2 separate regions of the Sus scrofa genome follow, and region 1 is linked to region 2. The links are chromatin contacts, called in public Hi-C maps. All regions are on one chromosome and are shown on one strand. Each heading gives the region's core, a stretch centred on a gene start, on an enhancer-like site or on the middle of the called end of the contact. The rest is flanking DNA. Distances are from core to core; before and after follow the strand shown. Region 1 holds the start of GFOD1 (glucose-fructose oxidoreductase domain-containing protein 1). Region 2 overlaps GFOD1 (glucose-fructose oxidoreductase domain-containing protein 1).

Region 1 (3,697 bases), core at 62-2,561, 71 kb after region 2:
GCACTATACACACACACACAGCGGGGGACTTCGTTTTGTGCCCCCCTCCCCACCCCCCCCCGAGCAGCCTATCCCCAGTCTTCACCATTTCCTCCGCCCGATCCGCTTCCCCGGAACACACGCCTCCTGCAGCCTCCGCGCCACACACGTGGGGAAGCGCGTCCAGGTGGTGCCAGAGCCGAGGAGGGAAGCGTAGTTGTGGGGAAGGCCAGGGAGGAAGGAGAAAGCTCGGAGTAGGATGTAGGATCTCGGGGCCCCGGGTCGCGTGGATGCCGTGTAAGCTTCCGGGATGAACCCGGGGCGAGAGGAGAAAAGCAGCGGGGGAGGAAAGAGAGAAGTCTGGAGCGGAGGTGGGGGAGGGGTCGCTCACCCAGGGTCTTGACAGCGATCTGCCTGGTGAGGGGCGGCGGCAGGTTGATGCACACCAAGTCCACATCCTGATGCAGCAGCACCTCGTCAATGCGGCTGGTGTAGAAGGGGACGCTCATCTCCTTGGCCAGCTCCTCCGCTTCCTCCGGCGTGCGGCCCCACAGCGCCTTCACCGAGAAGCCCTCGTCTTTCAGCAGCGGGATGATGACACGGGCCGTGAGGCTGGTGCCGAACACGCCCACCCCGGGTAGCATGGCTGCTTGAGTCCACCTGATTCTACTTTAGCTCGGATCTCCGGTCGAACACGCGCACACACACCCCTCTAGCCAGTCCCGCACCCAGCTCGCCGCGGTGCGCCAGCCGCCGTGGGCAAGGCGCCCGGGTGCCCAGAGCACACCGAGCTGCAGGCGGAGCGGGCTCGGGCGCCTCAGTTCGGTGACTGCTGCAGTGTCCGCCACGCAGGGCTCCCGTCCTTCCCGGAGGCGGCGGCAGGAACCCTCCCGCGGCGCCCGAGGCCCCGAAGCCCCGCGGAGCCCCGGCTCAAGCGGCGCTCCCGCCGCAGCGCCAGCCGGCTGCGTGCGCCCAGCTGAGGCCGCTCCATGGCCGGCTCATCCCCGCGCCCGGGACCGGCTGTCCCCCGCGTCGCTTCCGCAGCCGGCGAGTCTCACGCACAAGCCGCGACACGCTGCCGGAGCCCGGACCGGCTGAGCGGCGGGGTCCCCTTCCTCCCCGCCCGCCGCTCCGTGTGAAATAAACCGACGGCCACCAGGAGGCCGGCTAAGCATACGGCTCGGAAGGCGTGGGGCGCGGAACTGGAGCTGCAGCGCGGCGGCGGCGGTGGCGGCCACGACCCGGGACCAGCCTCCTCATTCTGCTGCCATGTTCTCTCGCCGCGCGGCGCGGGCGGCCTGGGCCCGGGGCCGGCTCGGGCTCCGGGATCCCGCGGGGCGAGGGCGGAGTTGGCGAGTCGGGCTGTCAGCGGCCGGGGGTTCCTGGCCCCGCCCCCGCCGCAGCGCCCCGCGCCATTGGCCGCCGCGCGCCGCCCCCGCCTCCGCCGCCGCGGGCTCCGGGTGCGCGCAGCGCGGGGACCCAGAACACGCCCGGCTCCTCCCCGGCCCCGCCTCGTTCGCCTCCAGCCCAGCGCGCGTCTCCCCTTTCTTCGCCCTCCACCACCTCCTCTTTCTCCCCGTCTCTTTCCGAACCCCGCCCCAAGCAAGCCAATGAATCTATGGAGACAGGGCACGCCCCAATAGGCTCGTCGTCTGGACCTCGGCAGAGAGCAGCGGGTGACCTGGCCCGGGGGAGGCCCGGGGACGCGGCGAGGTGTGAGCAGCGGGTAATTACCACCTCCGTCCGCTCCGGGGATGTTTTCCTCCAGGCTGGGAACTACACCAGAGAAGCTTTCCACGCATTCTCTCTAAATCCTCGCACCAACCCTAAGGTTATTGGAAACCCATTTAACTGATGATGTAACTGAGTCCTGGGAAGGATTAGGGACTTGCGCAAGGTCGCACAACATGTCTGGTTTTGGAATCCAGGCTGCAGTTTGGGCCTGGAGTTCTCCCCTCTCCTTCTAAGAGAGCCAGCTCTAATCGTGCGCCACCCTCACCCGCTTGCGCACACACGGCCCAGCCGCCTTCCTCACCCACCGCGTGGACGCTGCTGTGCTTGGCAGCAGCTGTGGGGTAAGGGTCCCGCACGTGTGTGTTGCATCTGGGTTTCCAGACAGAGGGGTCGCTCAGCGAGAGGGCACGCCAGCCTCTAGCCTCATGCTTCGGTTTTTTCACCGCCACTTTCCAGGGCCTCAGCTCCTTTCCCGAGCCCTCTGCCCGGCGGAGACTCTCCCCATGCTCCGGGAGGGGTTTCCTGCCGAATCCTCGCACCTAGCACACAGCCTGCCTGGCTTGTAGTAAGCGCTCAATAAACATGTGCTAAATAAATGAATGGATATTCTTCGCTGAATGCCCGCTTTGCACCTGCTCGGTGCCGAAAGGTCAGGCGTCCTGCCATGTTCATCTCTTGTCTTTGGCACTCGGCTCAATGTGGCACAAGGTCTGCTTGAACACAGGAGTGAAAAGCCTGATACTTAGAAGTTTTTAAAACAACTTGTAACAGCTGGTAATGAGGCAGGGCGCGAGAAGAGAGCAGGACTCCAAAAATGCGTGGGTGTAATAATACAGGGAGGAGGCCCACCTCAGGGCCTTGGGAGACAGGCTCAAAGGACGCTGAGTGCTGGAGTGGCAGAGACAAAAGGGGGGTTGCCATCAATATTGACAGGCTTCTTTAGAGCAGAGGAGTTCTAAGAAGCCAGGCAGGAACGCCCGCGGTGGTGGCGGTGCAGCAATGATTCTTGACCGGGGGCACCTTCTCAGTACCCAGAGGCCAGGTCATGGGTCAAAGATGGCACCGTTCATGGGGAGCAGAGGACGTGGCGCTGGGCATTGGGGCTGGAAGCAGAGCTGGAGCATCTGGGATTGACTCCTGGCTCTGCTATTTACTAGCTGTAAGATCCTAAAAATGAGTTGACCTGCCTGGGCCAGTTGCATCTGTAAAGTGGAAGGAATAATGGTATCCACCAATGAGGATTTTGAAGGATTGTACGAGTTGGTTTTATAAAGTTCTTAGAATAGTGTCTAGCACATAGTAATAAATGTTAAAGAAATGGAGAGTGGGTCTGTTATCAACATCATTTTTTTTTCTTTTTTTCTGTGCTGCTAAGGCACCAGGAAATTCCTCAACATCATTTCTGTCTTTCTTTCTTTCTTTTTTTTTTTTTTAGGGCTGCACTTGTGGCATATGGCAGTTCCCAGGCTAGGGGTCAAATCAGAGCCACAGTTGCTGGCCTACACCACAACCGCAGCAATGCAAGATCCGAGCCGCATTTGTGACCTACAATACAGCTCAAGGCAATACCGGATCCAAACCAAGTGAGTGAGGCCAGGGATTGACGCTGCATCCTGGTGGGTATTACTTGGAGTTTTAACCTGCTGAGCCACAGCAGAAACTCCTCAATGTCGTTTCTTGACGTGAGAGGCATTTAGACAAGAGAACAACATCGGGCCAATAAGAGGGAGTTTTGTTTCTGTTCTTTTTAAGGGAATTCTACCCCTAGCTTCAGTGTGAATACAAATAAACCTTTCGTCCACATAATATGAAAAGAAAATGATCACATTTGATTCTCACAAGAAATATGAAAATTAAATGTGATCCCCATTCATGAAAGACAAAACGGAATCCTGGCAGCAGCTCAAACTAAAACAGAATGGGTCTAAAACAGAGTGCTTCATTTCCAACCCTCCTCCCAAACCTTTTCTCCTCCTGTTATCTG
Region 2 (3,439 bases), core at 595-3,094:
AGCCACCCAGTCCACAGTGCTTTGTAACAGCAGCCCCGGCAGACTAATACACCACCAGGCTGAGGCTATCGTAGCAGAGCTGCTGTTGAGCTGGTATGAACCCGTGTGGAGGCAGAGCCGGTGTCACATCTGATGGGTGATACTGGTTATAAAATATTGTCCACATCTGCCCCCTCCCCACATCTTGTTAGTCTCATCCCAGTGGTGCCAACCCTCGGATGAGAGACTCAGCCTTTGACTACAGAATCAGCGAGACTATGTCTGCGTTCGGCCTCCCTCGTCTTGCCTCCCCTCACTCCGCCCAGGGCGCTGCCTCCTCTGAGCACCTCCGCTTTCTTTCTTCGAAGCATGGAAGTTGCAAGAGTGGGGCTCCTCTGAGCAAGGTTATCACTAAATCCTCATCCGACAAGCCCTTGAGATCCTGTAGGCTTTAGAGAGAGAGCGTTGGTGGCTGAGGGATGGGACAGGGATGCTATGACAACAAGCACCCTCGGGTTTGCTCAGCACCCGTTCACAGCCTTCCAAGCGCTCTCTGTGATCACCCACTGTACACACAAGACGCCCAGCAACATCTGAACTGGGCAAGAAGTTGTATCAGAGTACCGAGTGGACCCAGGCCAATGGTCCACCCTCTTGCTCTGTCACTCTGTCACTGGCCATCATGTCCCCTGGAAATGTCTGCCCCTGAGTCTATGCATGCTCCTGGCGCCTTTGCCGCTCTCTCTCCTCTCCTCTCTCTCCTTCCCCCCTTCTCCCTTCTCCCTCGCTTTGGTAAAGCTGCTGGCCACACAATTTTGTGGAGCATTTGCCCATGATGCCCTGGGCCTTTCACACTCTCGCAGGCAGCAGAAGGAAGCAGCAGAGGTGAACCGGCAGTCTTAAAAATCTGCCTGGGGACAGGCACCATGAGCACAAGGTCCCCACTTGCTAGGAATGCTTCTGTTGCCACTGATCTCCAGTCTCTCCTGCCACCAAGGTACAGGAGCACAGCTGGGGCCAGCAGGGACAATGACATGTGATAAGCCTGCATTCCTTGGCCAGGGATAATCAAAAGAAGAAATCTGGGCCAAGAAAAACTAATAAAATCTTTTCTAATGGATGGTGCCCACAGGGGCATTCCACGCCAGGAGGGTGGGGAGCTCGCACGTGGCTGAAATTGAGCTCTTTCCTCCTCCAAGGCTGAAAAGGATGGCTGAGCATTCTTTGGCCAAAACGGGGGGTGGGCGTGGGGGAGCACGGCTCTGAAGCATGCATCGCCCCTCCCACCAAGGCCACCCAGCTCCCACCACCTGGCGCAGCAAGCACCTGTGCCCCTGTTTCAAATAAGCACGTGTACAGACCAACCCACAGCTAAACCCAAGAGACGGCCTAGCAGATCAGCCCCCAAGACTGCCGAGGGAACCAGGTTCCATCTCAGAGTTCAATTTGGTTTTGCCTTTTGAACAGCAGGAACTACCCAGCACAAAGATGCCCACGACAAAGAAGGCAACAGAAAATGCATGAGATGGCTAAGCCGCTAAAATCAGGCCCTAGCATCTGCAGGTATGGTTTTCTTCCACTTTCAGTTGCTGAAGTAAAACCATGTTTGTTCTGCAAAGGGAGAAGGGCTCATAATACCAGTCGATGGCAATTTGTATCCGGCCGTGGAAGGCAGCCACTTAAAAGGCTGTCCCCCAGTCAGGCTAAGGGGCATGAAACCACTTGTAAGCACCCGCTAATAGGCCAGGCGCTCGGGGGAGGCCACTGGAGGAAAACAAGAAAACCTGGCGTGGACCCTGTCCACGAGCATCCTGCAATCTGGATGGGCCGGAAAGATGTGCATATTTGGAAGTGACTGGAGGTGGCAGTGCGGTCACACTGGACAGAGGGCCAGATCGTGTGACGCAGGCATCAGTGCTTAAGAATGTGGAGAGTGCCAGGGTCAGCCAGCCCCACTGTACTGCCAACCAACTAGACAAAACTAGCTGGTCAGGCCACAGGGCCCAGCTGCTTGTCTGAGACAGGCGGTGATGCCTTTGGTAGCTCGGGGTTATAACGGCGTCCCTGGCTGGACACACTGCCCAGCACAGAACGGGACAGAGTGGGTCTGAGAGCAGCTCCTGGCGCCAGCACCTGCTGCGCGTGTGACCCCAGGCCCCTCACACGATACTGCTGGGCGCCCACAGCTCCAGCTATAAATGGAGACGGATACATGCACTCCCATCATTGGGCTGTGGTAGAAAGAGCTTGGGCGCAGTGCCTGGCACCCAGGGGGTGCCTGATAAATGCCAGCTGTCATGACCGCGGGCCTGGGCTTCTAAAAGGCCACCCCTCAGCTAACAGCAGGAATCAGCATATTCAGACCAAGTCCAAGGATAGATTCAGTAACAGAAAGTCAACTTAACTGTGAGCGGACAAGGAAGGGCGATTAATTACAAAACAGAAAGAGACTCACAGACAACAGAAAACTAACTTGTGGTTACCAAAGGGGAAAGTGAATCAGGAAGGAATACATTAGGAGTCTGGGATTAACAGGTGCGCACCACTCTATATCAAATAGATAACAACAAGGATTTACTATAGGGCCCAGGGAACTATACTATATTCAAATTCATGTAATACTCCATAATGAAGAATCGGGAGCGAATATATATGCTTAAGTGAATCCCCTCACTGTACACCTGAAACTAACATAATATTTATAAATCACATCTACTTCAGTTAAAAAAAAAAAAAAAGATAAGGGAGTTCGAGGCCCCAGGTGCCAGGAACACAGCATTATGCAGAAGAGGCTGTAGCTCAGAGCGAAGGTCACGGTCCCCCCAGCTCACATGGTCAGGTACAGAAGGCCACCTGCTCTTCCTGCGGGCGGCCAGCGGCTGCGGCACCCAAGCAGGGAAGCGAGGTCAGGGCTCAGGGGAAAGGGCATCGGATGTTCCAGAACATCCAGCGGCAGCCAAGGAGCCCACCCTGTGCTGCAAGGACTCACAACCTGTCACCGCCTGGATTCCCGTCACTCCCCAGCAGCCTCCCCCTCCTGGCGAGAACGCCTAGAACATTCCCCAGAGTTTAAAACATTACCCTCCTGTTCTCATGTTTTCTTTCTTATTTTCTTTAAACTATTCATTTGTTTGGTTATTTATTTATTTATTTTTGTCTTTTTCTCGGGCCACATCCACAGCATACAGAGGTTCCCAGGCTAGGGGTGTAATTGGAGCTGAAGCCGCCGGCCTACGCCACAGCCACAGCAACACCAGATCCAAGCCATGTCTGCGACCTACACCACAGCTCATGGCAACTCTGGATCCTTAACCCACTGAGCGAGGCCAGGGATTGAACCCACAACCTCATGGTTCCTAGTCGGATTCGTTAACCACTGAGCCACGAAGGGAACTCCCTTGTGTTTTCTTAAAGTCAGTCCCCTCCTCTCTTCCACCCCTTCCACAATTTTGTGTGTGTG

Evidence for each region. A called contact is a pair of places that touch in the nucleus more often than the background predicts.
Region 1: a Hi-C map of skeletal muscle shows a contact between it and region 2, with 4 times the contacts expected there. The contact joins the promoter of GFOD1 here to the enhancer-like site in region 2. A contact is called at or near these places in 1 of 5 promoter capture datasets (liver), 7 of 47 Hi-C or Micro-C datasets (heart right ventricle, liver and skeletal muscle) and 2 of 2 datasets of contacts at active chromatin or transcription factors (alveolar macrophages and skeletal muscle).

Annotation. Positions count from the first base shown.
Region 1 is chr7:9,852,967-9,856,663 of Sscrofa11.1, forward strand. It overlaps GFOD1 (glucose-fructose oxidoreductase domain-containing protein 1), which reads right to left and starts at 1,312. Exons shown (of 2, transcript XM_021100194.1): 1 at 86-1,312. The coding sequence starts at 623.
Region 2 is chr7:9,781,742-9,785,180 of Sscrofa11.1, forward strand. The region is part of intron 1 of GFOD1 (glucose-fructose oxidoreductase domain-containing protein 1); the gene reads right to left. Among named protein-coding and RNA genes, the nearest start is that of GFOD1, 71 kb to the right of the region's middle. Within about 2 kb of position 1,845, at least 25 of the 83 cell types and tissues checked have an H3K27ac peak or open chromatin away from gene starts, as enhancers often do. A contact at or near this core is called in liver and skeletal muscle, where this site is marked.